Regions from separate parts of the Mus musculus genome. Here region 2 is linked to region 1. A link is a contact called in public HiChIP or PLAC-seq data. All regions are on one chromosome and are shown on one strand. The core of a region is the stretch at or near the end of the contact, and the rest is flanking DNA. Distances in the headings are between cores, read along the strand shown.

Evidence for each region. HiChIP or PLAC-seq counts read pairs in DNA pulled down with a chosen protein or histone mark.
Region 2: an H3K27ac HiChIP or PLAC-seq map of stem cell-derived neural progenitor cells shows a contact between it and region 1, with 2.4 times the contacts expected there. The contact joins two enhancer-like sites. A contact is called at or near these places in 10 of 484 Hi-C or Micro-C datasets (the AML12 cell line, CD4 T cells, the N1E-115 cell line and 6 more), 3 of 115 datasets of contacts at active chromatin or transcription factors (differentiating embryonic stem cells, fibro-adipogenic progenitors and stem cell-derived neural progenitor cells) and 3 of 9 other capture datasets (adipose tissue, liver and pancreatic islet).

The regions. Positions count from the first base shown.
Region 1 is chr3:109,295,546-109,302,347 of GRCm38.p6, reverse strand. No RefSeq gene overlaps it. Among named protein-coding and RNA genes, the nearest start is that of Vav3, 42 kb to the left of the region's middle. Within about 2 kb of position 2,932, at least 20 of the 459 cell types and tissues checked have an H3K27ac peak or open chromatin away from gene starts, as enhancers often do. A contact at or near this core is called in neural progenitor cells and stem cell-derived neural progenitor cells, where this site is marked.
Region 2 is chr3:109,485,698-109,492,499 of GRCm38.p6, reverse strand. All of the region lies in intron 2 of Vav3 (vav 3 oncogene), which reads right to left. Among named protein-coding and RNA genes, the nearest start is that of Vav3, 150 kb to the right of the region's middle. Within about 2 kb of position 3,484, at least 15 of the 459 cell types and tissues checked have an H3K27ac peak or open chromatin away from gene starts, as enhancers often do. A contact at or near this core is called in neural progenitor cells and stem cell-derived neural progenitor cells, where this site is marked.

The DNA.
Region 1 (6,802 bases), core at 1,683-4,182:
TCAATGACATTTATACCAATACTTTATTATGTTGGTGGCTACAAAACAGACATTTTTTTCCTAAACCCATTACACAACCTCATTCTCTCTTCTCCAACCGCCTGTTTCCTTTTCCTCCCAAACAGACCCCTCCAGCTTCCATGTTGTGTAATATTTATTAAAATACCCAGTTTCTGCAAGTGAGAGAAAACGTGTTTGTCTCTCTTTTGTGACCCATTCCCCCTGACAAAGTCTAACTTTCTTGTCTTTTGTTTCTTCTTCTTTGTTTGTGCTTTTGTCCACTTTTTTAAAATTAGCTTACAGAGCAATGGGTTTCAAGATAACATTTTCAGACATTCTTTGTTCTTATTGATCCCCCAGCCCTTCTGGCTTCCATCTTCCTTCCAATAGTCCCCTCTGCTTTCATGTCATATGCATTAAAATACCCTGCCAAGATCTCTTCTTCCTGTCTTTTTAATAGACTTTTTTTTTTTTTTAAAAAGAATGTATTTGTTTTTATTTAATGTGTATGTGTGCTTTATCTGGATGTACATTTGTGGATCATATGCATGCTGGGTGCAGGGAGAGGCCAGAAGAAGACACTGGAGCTCTTAAAACTGGAGTTCTATGTGGTTGTGCAGCACTATATATGTGCTGGGAATTGAACTCAGGTCCTGTGCGTGCTGGGAACTGTATTCATGTTATCTGCCTGAGCCATCTCTCTGAGCTGCCTCTGCAGACCCATTTCCTTCCATTGATACAATCCCATTCTAGTTTCATTACCTACATCTCCGTGCATGTATGCACACATTTACAAATTAAAATCTGGGATTTACATATCAGATAAAAAACACATAGTATATATCTCTCTGAATCTGGTTTATTTTCACAGAACAATTTCTCATTCCATCTGTTTGGCTGAAAATGCGGTACCTTCATTGTTCTGTAAGCCCAAGTGAGATTCCACTGTGTATATGTTACCTATTTTCTTTACTTATTCATCTATTGATGGACATCTAGGCTGGCTCCATTTCTTAGCTTTGTGAATCATACAGCTTTGAATGTATGTCCACAAGGGTAATGTTGCTGGGTCCTATAGTAGTTCTATTTCCAGTAGTTTGAAAAATATCCATCCTAGTTTCCATACTATCTACACAAGTTTGTATTCCCACCAGAAACACATGAAGGTCCATCTTTTCCAGCATCCTTTCCAGCATTTGCTGTCATTTGTTCTGATGATAGACAATCTAACCAGCATGGAATGGAATCTCAAAGCAATTCAATTTGCACTTTTATTGATTTCTGTGACTATTTTTGATGAAAATGTTGAAGTCTTTTTCTAATATTCCCTTGCCACTGGTATTTCTTCCTTTAAGAACTGTCTTTTCAATTCACGTGCTTGTTTATTGACTAGTTTGGTTTTGAGGGGGCATGCTTTTTCTTTTATTTTGTTTTGTAGTGTGTGTGTGTACTACTATTTTGAGTGTTGTACAGATCGTAGATATTAATCCCTATTCGATGTGTAGTTGGCAAAGATTCTCTCCCATTCTAAAAGATGTCCCAACACTGCTAAATAATTTTCTTTGCTCTGCAGAAGCTCTGTAATTTTACTCCTTGCTGTTTGGCAAATCTTACTATTGTTTATTTTCTAAGCTATTAGAGTCCTTTTTAAAAGTTCTAGCCTATCCTTACATCTCAAAATGCTTGCCTTTAATTTCTACCTTGGGACTGTTTGTAGCCCATGAATTTTTAGCTCTGCTCTCTTGATCTTGTCCTAGAGTTCTTAAACGTGTGGTCTCCTTATTGGCTTTTTGTCTTGTTTTGTCTTTTCTTTAATACCTAAATGCAGTATTTACTTGCCATATCTGCCATCTCTAACATTCTTTCTTTTCCTTTATTTAGCCTGTTGTTAACACTTTCCACTATTTTTGCATTTGACCATTGTGTTTTTTCTATAAATATTCCTGCTTGTCTGTTTGTTTTCAGGATCTCATCTATGCTACTGTCTTTCTTTTACTTATGTTGTTGCCTTTCTCAACCAGCTCATGAGCTGATTTCCTAACTTTATTCAGCTGCTTGTTTGCATTTAGAAATCATTGATCTTCTCACAAGTAGACATTTGAATTGTTTGTATGGCATTTCAGTCTTTGAGAGGGGCTTTATTTGAAATCTTTTGTTGTTGATGGTGGGTTGTCTTTTTATTTTAATCTATTGGTGTTTGCCTGCATGCATGTTTGTACCACAGGCAAGCTTGGCTTGATGACCGCAGGGGTCAGAAGAGAGCACTTCATTCCTGGAGTCACATGTAGTTTCAGTCACCGTGTGGGTGCTGGGAATCAAATCTGGATTCTCTAGAGCAGTCAGTGCTCCTAACCACTGGGCTATCTCTCAATGCTCCTTAACCACTGAGCTATCTCTCAGTCTCCTAACCTCTGAGCTATCTATCTCTCAGTGCTTCTAACCACTGAGATATCTCTGCTGCCCTGTAATCATTTTTAATGGTCAAACATTTTTTGTATGTGTACCCAGATAACAAACCTCCAGAGCTCATTATCTATGCTCTAGGGAAGTAATTTTTATCTCCTTAGGTTTAGATCTGCATAACACAAGCTTATAGACCAAAAAACAGCATGGTGTTGATACAGGGCCAGAATTCCTTAAAGAGGGTAACAGAAGCAGGCACAAGTCTGCTGAAGCAACTAAAACTGTAGAGCCTTGAGCATACATTGCAATGTGAGATGTCTACCTCAGCACCCCACCACACACACACACAGGCATGCATGTACATACCCATGCATGTGCACATACGTACACACACGTACACTCTCTTGTATTTCCTTCACAGTGTTCCTTCACAGCTGCTGCCAAGAATGAAATCACAGTAATGCCCTGACCTATTCTGCCATCTCAGGTTTCAGTCCTGCTGAGGAAAGACCAGCCTGTGACACTGAGTCTGAATATTAATTAAGTGATCCATCCACTGGGCATGAAGGCAGGAAGAGGGGGGCGGGGGGAAGATACTGTTTAAAGCTTTAGATTAATCTAGATAGGAATCAATAAAGCACCCATGCTTGGGGTCCCAGATTGGCTTGGGAAACGGATTGTTGACCTAGAAGTTGGTTGCTGCCTGTACTCCCTGCTGCTGACGAGCTCCATGAGTCCGGGGAAGCCCATTGCTCATTTTAAACCTGTTGTTTCACTGATGCTTGACCAGGAGCCAAACAAAGCAAAGGTCCCTGCAGTGTACTTGGCAGCCGCCATACTCTAGCCCGTGCCTCTCAACAGACAGAATGAGGCTTTGAGGCCAGCATCCCGTCTCCTTGTGCCCTAAGCTGGGGGATGACACTTGGAGGGAGAGACAAGCTGGCTCTTGGCTCTGCTGCCCTTCAGGAAAGAGATGCTTAGGGTAAGCCTGATTTACTGCTCTCATGACTGAGCAGACTGATGGCCCATTTCCAGATCGGCAAAGGTATCAAAGGCAAAAGCACCAGATATGATGCCAGGGCCTTTTTGCTTCATGCTGCTCTGAGGTTAGAGAAAAGCCTAGTATTTTATACGTATACATGAACACAAGATTATCCATCCTCTGACTTCAGTGTATCGAGTCCAAAGAAATCCCAGTGCAAGGCATTATAACTGTTTTGTAAGCTCACACTTAGTCCACTAATAATTCATAGTAAGTTCTGGATGTGAGTCCTATAAGGTCAAGAGTCAATACATAGAACTCTAGAATTAATGAATGGCTGATGACCAAATGAAGCTGGAGCACAAAATGAGGGATGGAGTATGTGAATGGCTATCAAGGAATCTGGATTTTGGTCCCTCCTAAGATCTTTCCCAGCCTCCCATGGAACCACGTGGACAGCAACAACTCCATCAAGAAAGTAAAACATGTGGGGAAGCAGATTATTATCTCATGTCTGAGCATATGTAGTTGATCATCAAGAATCAAACCAGCTGATAACATGCAGTCATCAATACTATTCAAGCAATTATCAGGAACTCAAAAAGAATCCCAAAGTGAGTTATGGTACATAATAAATAGAGCACAATTTGAATGTTGACGCTGTCACAAGCCTGCATAACGAATCATTGAGTACCTTCACCTACATAGATTCTGAACACACTTGCTTCTAAACAAGAGTATTTTGAAAATATAAACAAAGAGAATACTTACCATAGGCTTGTCCTATCGTCTTTTTTATTAGATATTTTCTTTATTTACATTTCAAATGTTATCCCGAAAGCTCCCTATACCTCCCCCTGTCCTGCTCCCCTACCCACCCACTCCCACTTCTTGGCCCTGGCATTCCCCTATACTGGGGCATATAAAGTTTGCAAGACCAAGGGGCCTCTATTCCCAATGATGACTGACTAGGCCATCTTCTGCTACATATGCAGCTAGAGACATGAGCTCTGAGGGTACTGGTTAGTTCATATTGTTGTTCCACCTATAGGGTTGCAGACCCCTTCAGCTCCTTGGGTACTTTCTCTAGCTTCTCCATTGGGGGCCCTGTGTTCCATCTTATAGATGACTGTGAGCATCCACTTCTGTATTTGCCAGGCACTGGCATAGCCTTACTCGAGACAGCTATATCAGGGTCTTTTCAGCAAAATCTTGCTGTCATATGAAATAGGGTCTGGGTTTGGTGGCTGACTATGGGATGGATCCCCGGGTGAGGTAGTCTCTGGATGGTCCATACTTTTGTCTTAGCTACAAACTTTGTAACTCCTAACATGGGTGTTTTGTTCCCTATTCTAAGGAGGAACGAAGTATCCATACTTTGGTCTTCATTCTTCTTGATTTTCTTGTGTTTTGAAAATTGTCTTAAGATAGACACAAATCAACTTTTCAAAATCAACTGATATTTGAAGAGTCCAATATTAGAGGAAATAGAGGTTGAATTAAATACTGAATTTTCTTGAGCAAATAAACAATTAAAGAAGCATTTCAAGGCTAATGTTCCACAGCTAGCATGGATGCCTGAAGCTATTCACAGGTGTGGTCTTTTTACTGCTGCTCTGATTTAGAAATGAGTACCACAGACATAGAAATGCTTGCCACTTATAGATACCTAATTTCTTTTATTTTTGTTTTAAAGTTTCTTCAAATGGTGCTCTGTTCATACTAGTTAGATCATAACTCTCTCTAAAAGTTCAGCTTTGAAAGAAGTTGAGGGTGAAAAGATCTCTTCGAGTCATGGTTTGACTACCAATTGATAAAATGGACCTAGAACCTCCCACATCTCCAAGTGATGTTTCCTTCTGAGCATCTCAATATGCATTGAAATCAAGAAGACGATAGATCGACTTATATCAAACCTATGCATACACATGTCCTATGGGAATACAAATAGCTAGAAGCTTGGACTAACGAGTACCATTTCTTGTGTCTTTGTGCCATCAATGTTTGCTGTATTAAGAGTGGCATTTTAACACATGAAACTCAAGAAGAAGGAAGACCAAAGTGTTGATGCTTCGTTCCTTCTTAGAATGGGGGACAAAATGCCATGGAAGGAGTTACAGAGACAAAGTTCAGAGCAGAGGCTGAAGGAATGACCATCTAGAGACTGCCCCATCTGGGGATTCATCCCATAAACAACCACCAAACCCAGACACTAGGCAGATGCCAACAAGAGCCTGCTGACAGGAGCCTGATATAGCTGTCTCCTGAGAGGCTCTGCCAGTGCCTGGCAAATACAAAAGTGGATGCTCACAGTCATCCATTGGACGGAGCACAAGGTCTCCAATGAAGGAGCCAAAGAAAGTACCCAGGGAGCTGAAGAGGTCTGAAGCCCCATAGGAGGAACATCAATATGAACTAACCAGTAAACCCCCAGAGCTCCTTGGAACTATACCTCCAATCAAAGAAAACACATGGTGGAACTTGTGGCTCTAGCTACATATGTAGCAGAGGATGGCCTAGTGAGTCGTCAATGGGAGGAGAGGCCCTTGGTCCTGTGAAGGCTCTCTATAGGGGAATGCCAGGATCAGGAATGGGAGTGGGTGGGTTGGGGAGCAGGGGGAGGGGGAGGATAGAGGTGGATTTTTGATGGGGAAATTAGGAAAGGGGATAACATCTGAAATATAAATGAAGAAAATATCTAAAAAAAATTTTTTTTAAGTGGCATTTTAGCCAAATGCCAAGTGTGGTGGCTGATTTCTGTAATTTGAAAACTCAAGAGGCAGAGGAAGAAGGATCTCAAGTTCCAGGACAACTTGAACTACATAAGGAGATCATGTCTTTACAAAAAAACAAAAACAAAACAAAACAAAAACAAAAACTAAACAAAAAAACATTGTTAGCTAATTAAACCAATGCATTTCTCCTCTCTTCCAGAAATGGCCTCAACATTTGAGTCGCAAGTAGCAGTAAGATGTTTTTGGTTCCTGAATTTCCAACATTTCCTCCCATTTCCTAACTGTTCTTCATCCTCACTCCTATGGAGCCATCCCCTCCTGCTATTCCTTGCTTTCTTTTCTCAAAAGGCAGGTAGCTAGAAATAAATTTAGAAGAGCTAGCATATAAAGCCCACTGCAGAGCTTTGTGCCATCCAAGCAGGGAAGGGAGGTTTTACTATCACTGCTGACCCTGATGCTTCACAGACCTCCTAATTATACTCGGGTCTGGACGACTAAAGCTTTGCCATCAGGGCAGAGTTTGGTAAGCAAAATGGGGAGTGTGAGGATGTGAGCTTCAGACTGAATAGGGTAGGGAGGGAGGGAGGAACTGTTCAACAACAGGGATGCCACGTTTCCCCTGCACATTAAACTGAACCAAAAAGTAAAGTAAAATAATAATAATAATAATAATAATAATAAC
Region 2 (6,802 bases), core at 2,235-4,734, 190 kb before region 1:
GAGTAGACACACATCAGTCGGTTCTGTCTAAACACTCCACAGTGCACAGTTAGCTCAAAACAGCATGTTCTACATGACATGTATATAGACTTGTTAACTTAAAAATAAACCAAACACGGCTTCATCATTTTTAACAAGAGCATAAGGACAGAGGGGATGCTTTTAATGGTTCCTAGGGGTAAAGTGAAGCAAGCGACCTGGAGACCAGGGGAGCAAAGCTAGTGGCTCCAAAACTCTGCGGTTTAACCCTAACCTCCTGCTGAAACACTAGGAAATAAAAATTACTGATATTTGAAGATGCCAAAATTATGTGTTTCTAAGTGAAAAGTCTAGTTTTTTAAAAACATCTGGAATAAGTAGTCCTCAGACCTCTGGCTAAAGTAGGGTTTGAGACACACACCATTGGGATGAGTCAGTGCTACAGAACCCCAGAGAACACCCTGCTTCTGGTTGTGTTGTATGCTGTGGTCTTAGGCCCTCTTAGCAAGAAAAACAACACAGCAATAAAATATTATTCCTGCTACTTTAATGTGCATCTTAATGGCAATTTATTTTGTTCTTTGGAGATAATTGTATGACAACTGTTGATTTACAAAATACTTCACTTTCTGTCTTTGATCTGTCAACACTGAGAATAACTACAGTCTTTCCCCGCCCATGTCCCTTTCCCCCTGGAGCTGGAAAACCCAGATGACAGAAATCATACAGCTTGACTTGTCATGTAAACATGCACCACTAGAGGGAGCCAAACGATAGTCTATTACCTTAGGTCTGCTTTAAGCATTACCTTTAATCATGCTTTGAAAATTTGGTTTAAGCAACTCCTATGATTTAATGGTGGTCATTTATTATATTCAATACTAGAAGATAATACAGCTAAATTCATGGGACAGAAGGGTGGGAAGACTGCATGGTGATCTTACAATGAGTAGCTGCAAGACCCTTCACTTTTATGTCTGTTCTCTTCATCATTCTAATACTAATACTAAATTTAGTCAAAACAAATAAAGGCTGCTTGGTCAATGTGGTATTTTTAGAACAACATCTATTCTATAAAGACGATGTTTACAGACTGTGAACAGACAAAGACACAGATCAATGCCAGATCCTCAAATCCCCTCTATGAATTCCCTGCCCTTCTGAAGCATACAGACAAGAATATTTATAAAATAAAATAAAACAACAACAACAAAAAAAATACCGAAAGACACTAAAAAGCCTATGTTCCATGAAATATGTTGATTTTTAAATGGATACTTCAAAACAAGAGATTGTGGACGTCAGTTTCCAGAAAGGTGGGTAAGGCAGTAAGGACTTAGCAACAGCGAGCTACTGTGACTCCCCGTCCTGACCAACCTTTCCTGCCCACATCCTCTATCCCCACGGGAAAGGAAACACGTGTGTAAAGAAGTCAAGATTTTATTTGGGCTGACATTAATTAGACCTACTGTGTGAGGAAGGTGAGAGAAGTAGGCACGGCTTCTCATTACCACTTTAAACTGGAGATTGCATCCCAGAAGCAACAGGGTCAGTGAGAACATAGGCGAGCAGAGAACAGGGCTAATGAATGGCATTAGTGAAAGGGTGAACAGAGGGGACAGGAAGCCATGGGGAGCAGACAATAGCCAAAAGTCAGTCACACAGGGATTTTCTCAATGGTCCAAGAGTGCTCTGAGACAGCCACGGTGAGACCATAAGAGGTGAGATGTCCTTGGGCGCCCTGGCTGACCACCATGCGGGCTCAGGAGGGACAGCAGGCTCAGACTAGGTAATGAAGGAGTGTCCACTCAGATGCACAACTGGAAACCAGAGATCAAAGCACCAGGCAGCTCTGCTCAAGTGTCACCAGAGTTCCACAAGGCAGCTGGAGCCCAAGGTGCCTTCTCTCTGTGTTCTGCTCCCATCCCAACCTGAATCTCATGTGTCCTCTCTTAGACGGTGGCTATAGTCCTGTCCTGGCACTTATCAGTTCTATAACATTTTCAAAATCAGTTTCTAATTTTTTTTTCTCAAAAGAACTCAAGGTTGTTTTTTTTTAAGCTAATCAGTTGTAAAGGAGTATAGATTATGAAGTAGGATCCTGCCTCAAAAATAGAGAGGACTATTATAAAGCTGTTTTTAAAACCTTTCTAAGATTTTTCTAAAGTGTGCAGGGTCATGCTTTGTCACTAGCCATCAATCACAGCCGTGCCATCATGCATAAATGCACTTTATTCATCTTAATGCCGTGTGACACTCCAGCATACATCAAGAGTCTAGTGATTTTGCCATTATCCCCATGAGTAAGTAGCTATGACGCTCTGATACCAAGTCAGCACTCAGCATCCTCACCAAACGCACACTCAGTTACATGCGGGTTCTGTTGCCGGAAGGATGGTAAAGTGGGTACCTGTCCAGGAGAGAAAGAAAGAGGGGCGTTCTTTAAACTGCTTACATGAACTTAGACACTCTTGTGAGAACGCAGCCAGGCATTCCACTGATAATGACTTTGCTTTCCAGCAATAAAGAACAGTCAGGACAGGTGACCCAAACTGCTTTCTCCTGCTTTGATTCTCATAAGAGTCACTGGACATAAACTATTCTGCTGGCCCCGTGAGTGAAAGAGGAATATTTGCCCTACAAACATCACTGTGAAGATCCTGGATTACACAGGCAAGAATGTGTAAAGGGCTAGCCTAGCACAAGTAATGAAGACGTTAATAAGGGCCTCATGTGAAAAGTTAACAGTAGGGAAAGAGGTGCCCAGATTCTCAACCCTAAAGCCAGCAAAACAGCAGATGAGGTCCCTGCCCCTTCTTCTGTTTGACAACGACTCTTCATTGGCCAGAGCTACTTGACCAGTCAGTTTGTCACTTTAATAACTATTACACGAAGCAAAATGCAATACTGAATAGAGACAAGCTCCAATTTTTAAACTATTCTCTTCAGGAGATAGCACTCTTTACTTACTGGCACATTAGTGTCACTGTTGTAACTTGCAACTGAAGCAACAAGCCATTTCTGCAGGAGCAACTGACGAAGCTCTTGGATGGTCTTGAGTTAAGAGAGACATAGTAATCTAGAATACAAATAGCTAAAAGAAACCATGGGGTCCAACATGCATAGCAACCAAAAACAAGTACTATTTGTGAATGTACCTTCCTGATTTTTCTAAAGTATTCTCTCTCTGATCTAATAGCTGGTTTGAATAAGAATTCCTGGAGCAGTGACTTTTGCAGAGGGGTTAGCTATGCAGGGGCAATCAGGGATTTCAGGTTTGGTCCATGAGTGCAAAATTAACTTAGTGGCTTACAAGGGCTATAGAGTGTCAAAGCCCCACAGCTCAAGTGAGCAGCTGTGGCCTGAGACCCAGGTGTGGCATCAAGGCCCCTGCAGGCTCAGAGCGAATGCCCTATGGAATAGAGACAAACACAGGGTCTAAAAGAGGTAACTGGGAACAGGGGCTTCGGGGTGTTGCTCTGGGAGATTCACACAAAAGCACTGGCACTGAAAGAGAGGCCAGCTGTGATCTAAAGGCAGCCAAGGGAACTAAATGCTACCCTTAACTCCAGATTCTTGACAACGAGGCCCAGTTCAAAACCCAGCCAGATGGTGAGTTGCAGATTAGCAATATATTTCACCTTCAGTCTCCTAGGAAATCAAAAGAACTCATTACATTAATTTCCTTTGCCATTCCAATTTCACACAGTAAATTACCCCATTAGAATACACTGCAGCTCAACGTCACTTCCAGCCACATGTTTCAGAGATTTCCTTGAACACTGGAGAAAAAAAACCACTCCTGGCCTCATCTCCATGGACCAAGCAAAGAAATAATAGCCAGAGGAGAGAGAGAAGCATCCATTCTGATCCAGATTATAAACCACAGGAAACGGGTTTCCATTGTTCTTGAGAATGGTGCGTTTGTAAAGCTTTAATGGGTCTAATTTACATCATGTACTGACTTCAGGGACAGTCACAGATAAAAAGTATTTTTCCTTTTTGAACCACCAAAATTGAACTTATCAAGGGTAACTACCTCCTTTAGGAAGAGTGTGCCCTAGGCACACAGTCTGTAAGCAGATTGGGAGGAAGACTTTCTTCGTTCAAATTCAGCATCCACCTCGCACTTAGTGGACATGGAACAGTAACTTGGCTCCCTTTCGTATGTGCAACCCAAGTCTGTTGTGCAGGTAAGATGAAGCAATCTTGTCTCAGGAGATGCTTCTGTGCAGCTACGGTTCTGCCCACTGCCTCGCCAGCCATGGCCCTAGACCTCCACTGACTCCTAAAGAGAAGCGCCTTCCCTTAGAACCTATCTCCTCTCTCTGTGACCCTCCAAGCCCCACTCTCCTCCCTCCAATAGCTGGACAATCAAAAGATTTTTCCAGAAGCCTTCCCCATGTTTAAGCCTTGTCAATCTGTTCAGTGAACTGCCCTCCGATCCAAGTCCCTCCTGACTCCCTGCGCCTCTGCCTTGCTAAAGGCCCCCTGTCTCATTTCTTCTGCTAGAATAACTACCAGCTTATCTTTGACTTCTAGCTCATCTCTCATTAACTTCACCCTCTGCCTGGCTACCACAGAGGTTGAACGATATTTCCAACAGTCATTGTGATAACCCCACCTCCCACCTGAATGTTCAACTGTAGCCCCCTTAAAAAGAGCTACAACTGCTGAGAAGCACACTCTAGGGTCCCTACACCCTCTGCCGCTCCAGCCCACCCTCCTACTCCTCTGACATTTGCCACACTAGGCCAGACTCAACACACTGTTTACGGTGCTCCAAGCAGGTCCCAGAATCCTACCTTTAGAACACTGCTTCTCAACCTCCTTAATGCGGTGGCCCTTTAATATAGGTGTGGTGATCTCCAACTACAGAATTACTTCATTGCTACCTCATAACTGTAATTTTGCTACTAACCTAACTTTGTTATGAATCATAATGTAAATACCTGTGTTTTCTGATGATCTTAAGCAATCCCTGTAAAAGGGTGATTTGACCCCCTAAAGGGGTTGTGACGCACAGATTGACAACCATTGCTTTGGACTAGGAAGGAGTATAATATTCTCCATGCTATAATTTACACAAGGGCATTCAAAATTAAATGCTTCCTATTACAAGATAGGTGGAAGGAAGCACACCTAGAACAACAGCACCAATGTTCTCACGCCGACTGAGGGACTGTGAGAAACACGTTCTATACAGTGTTCCATCACCCCGTCCAAAGGCCTGGGAGCATAGTCTGAATAAGAAACTCAACTGTCAATTCACAGCTATAAAAGAAGCCATTCTGCAAATGTGATACCTATAAGATGTACACCCTGCCTTTAAGCTAGGGATAGAGACAAGCAACAAAGAGTATGGAGCAGTTTTAAATTAGTTCAGCAACAAGAATTAAGTTGAACATCAGGGAAGGAATGTGATTTCCCTCCAGGCTCGAGCCCAGCAGGGCTGCAGGAGAGCTACGGAGGCTGTGGTGGGCAATGTCCTTACCAGCTACCAGGGAGCCACTGCTAACTAGCAAGCTCACTTCCCAGGGGCATGGCCTGCCTTCCTTTCTGGTCACAGGTGTTGATGTGAACTTACAGAAATGGGGGGAGGGGTTCTGTATGGCTAAAAGGACTTGGGGAATTTTAATGCATGTTCCTAGCTGCCCCACACATCATACAGGTGAGGACAAGTCGTACAACTGAGCAGGGAGACCCATGACTATGGCCACCTTAAAGAACAGCATGGTGTCTGCCAAAAAGGAAAGGCAATGCCAGAGTGGCGGGGTGCCACAGTGGAGAAGAATGTGGCATTGATTTACAACTGAGACACCTCACCTTGTCTCTGCCGCAGGGCACCTAAGAGAGAGTAAGGAACCAAAGGTCTGCAGAAGAGATGACAGGCTGGACAAGAATAAAATGACACCAGCAAAAGATGGCTTGCTAACACTGGTCATTCTAGAACCTGATTGAAAATGCCCATTTAAAATGCAGGTAAACCAATTCACTATTATGTAGCCTCCACTCCAAAGCTACGTCAGCACAAATATATAAGGCATGCACATAACTTAAAATTTTTAAAAAGCTTCATTAGAAAACCATTAAAAATTAGTGTTTTGCACACATTTATTAGATATATGTGAACTATTATTCCAACAGGACATTGCTATGAAACTGAAGCCAGTTTACATGGTTGTTTTTCCATAATCAATGCTCAAAATCTTACATGCAATAAGTAGTCATGGTTCATCTCAATTCATACCAGCTACATCTTGAGCACAGTGGTCATGTGTGGCTGCTGTTCTGAAAGAAGAGCCTAGATGAGGCCTTATGGTGCTCGGATTGTGATAGAAAAGGAAACCATGTCCTCAGAGACAAAAAGACTGGGCTGAAGACATCAAATGAATGTGACAGCCCAAGCTCGGTGTAAGGCTGCAGACACAGCTCAGGGGGTGAAGCGCTGCATGAGCGAATGTGAGGACCTGAGTTCATACACCTCAGCACCACACCACACAGACACAGAGAGAGAGAGAGAGACAGACAGACAGACAGACAGACAGACAGACACAGACACAGTGACAGAAACAGCACATACAACGACAGAGGAACAGAGACAGAGACAGACACACACAGACGGGGGGGGGGGTGAGGGAACAAAGGAAAGAGGCAGGAAACCCAGAAAGACCCCATACAATGAACTCAGCACCCCAGATTTTCTCTGCAGTAGAACCAGAGGAGGGCTACAGAGATCTGAGAATGTGGTGCCAACCCCTATAAGGAGGAGAAAACTACCCCTCCACATAGGACGCATTTATTGCCTACCCTCCCCCCCCCC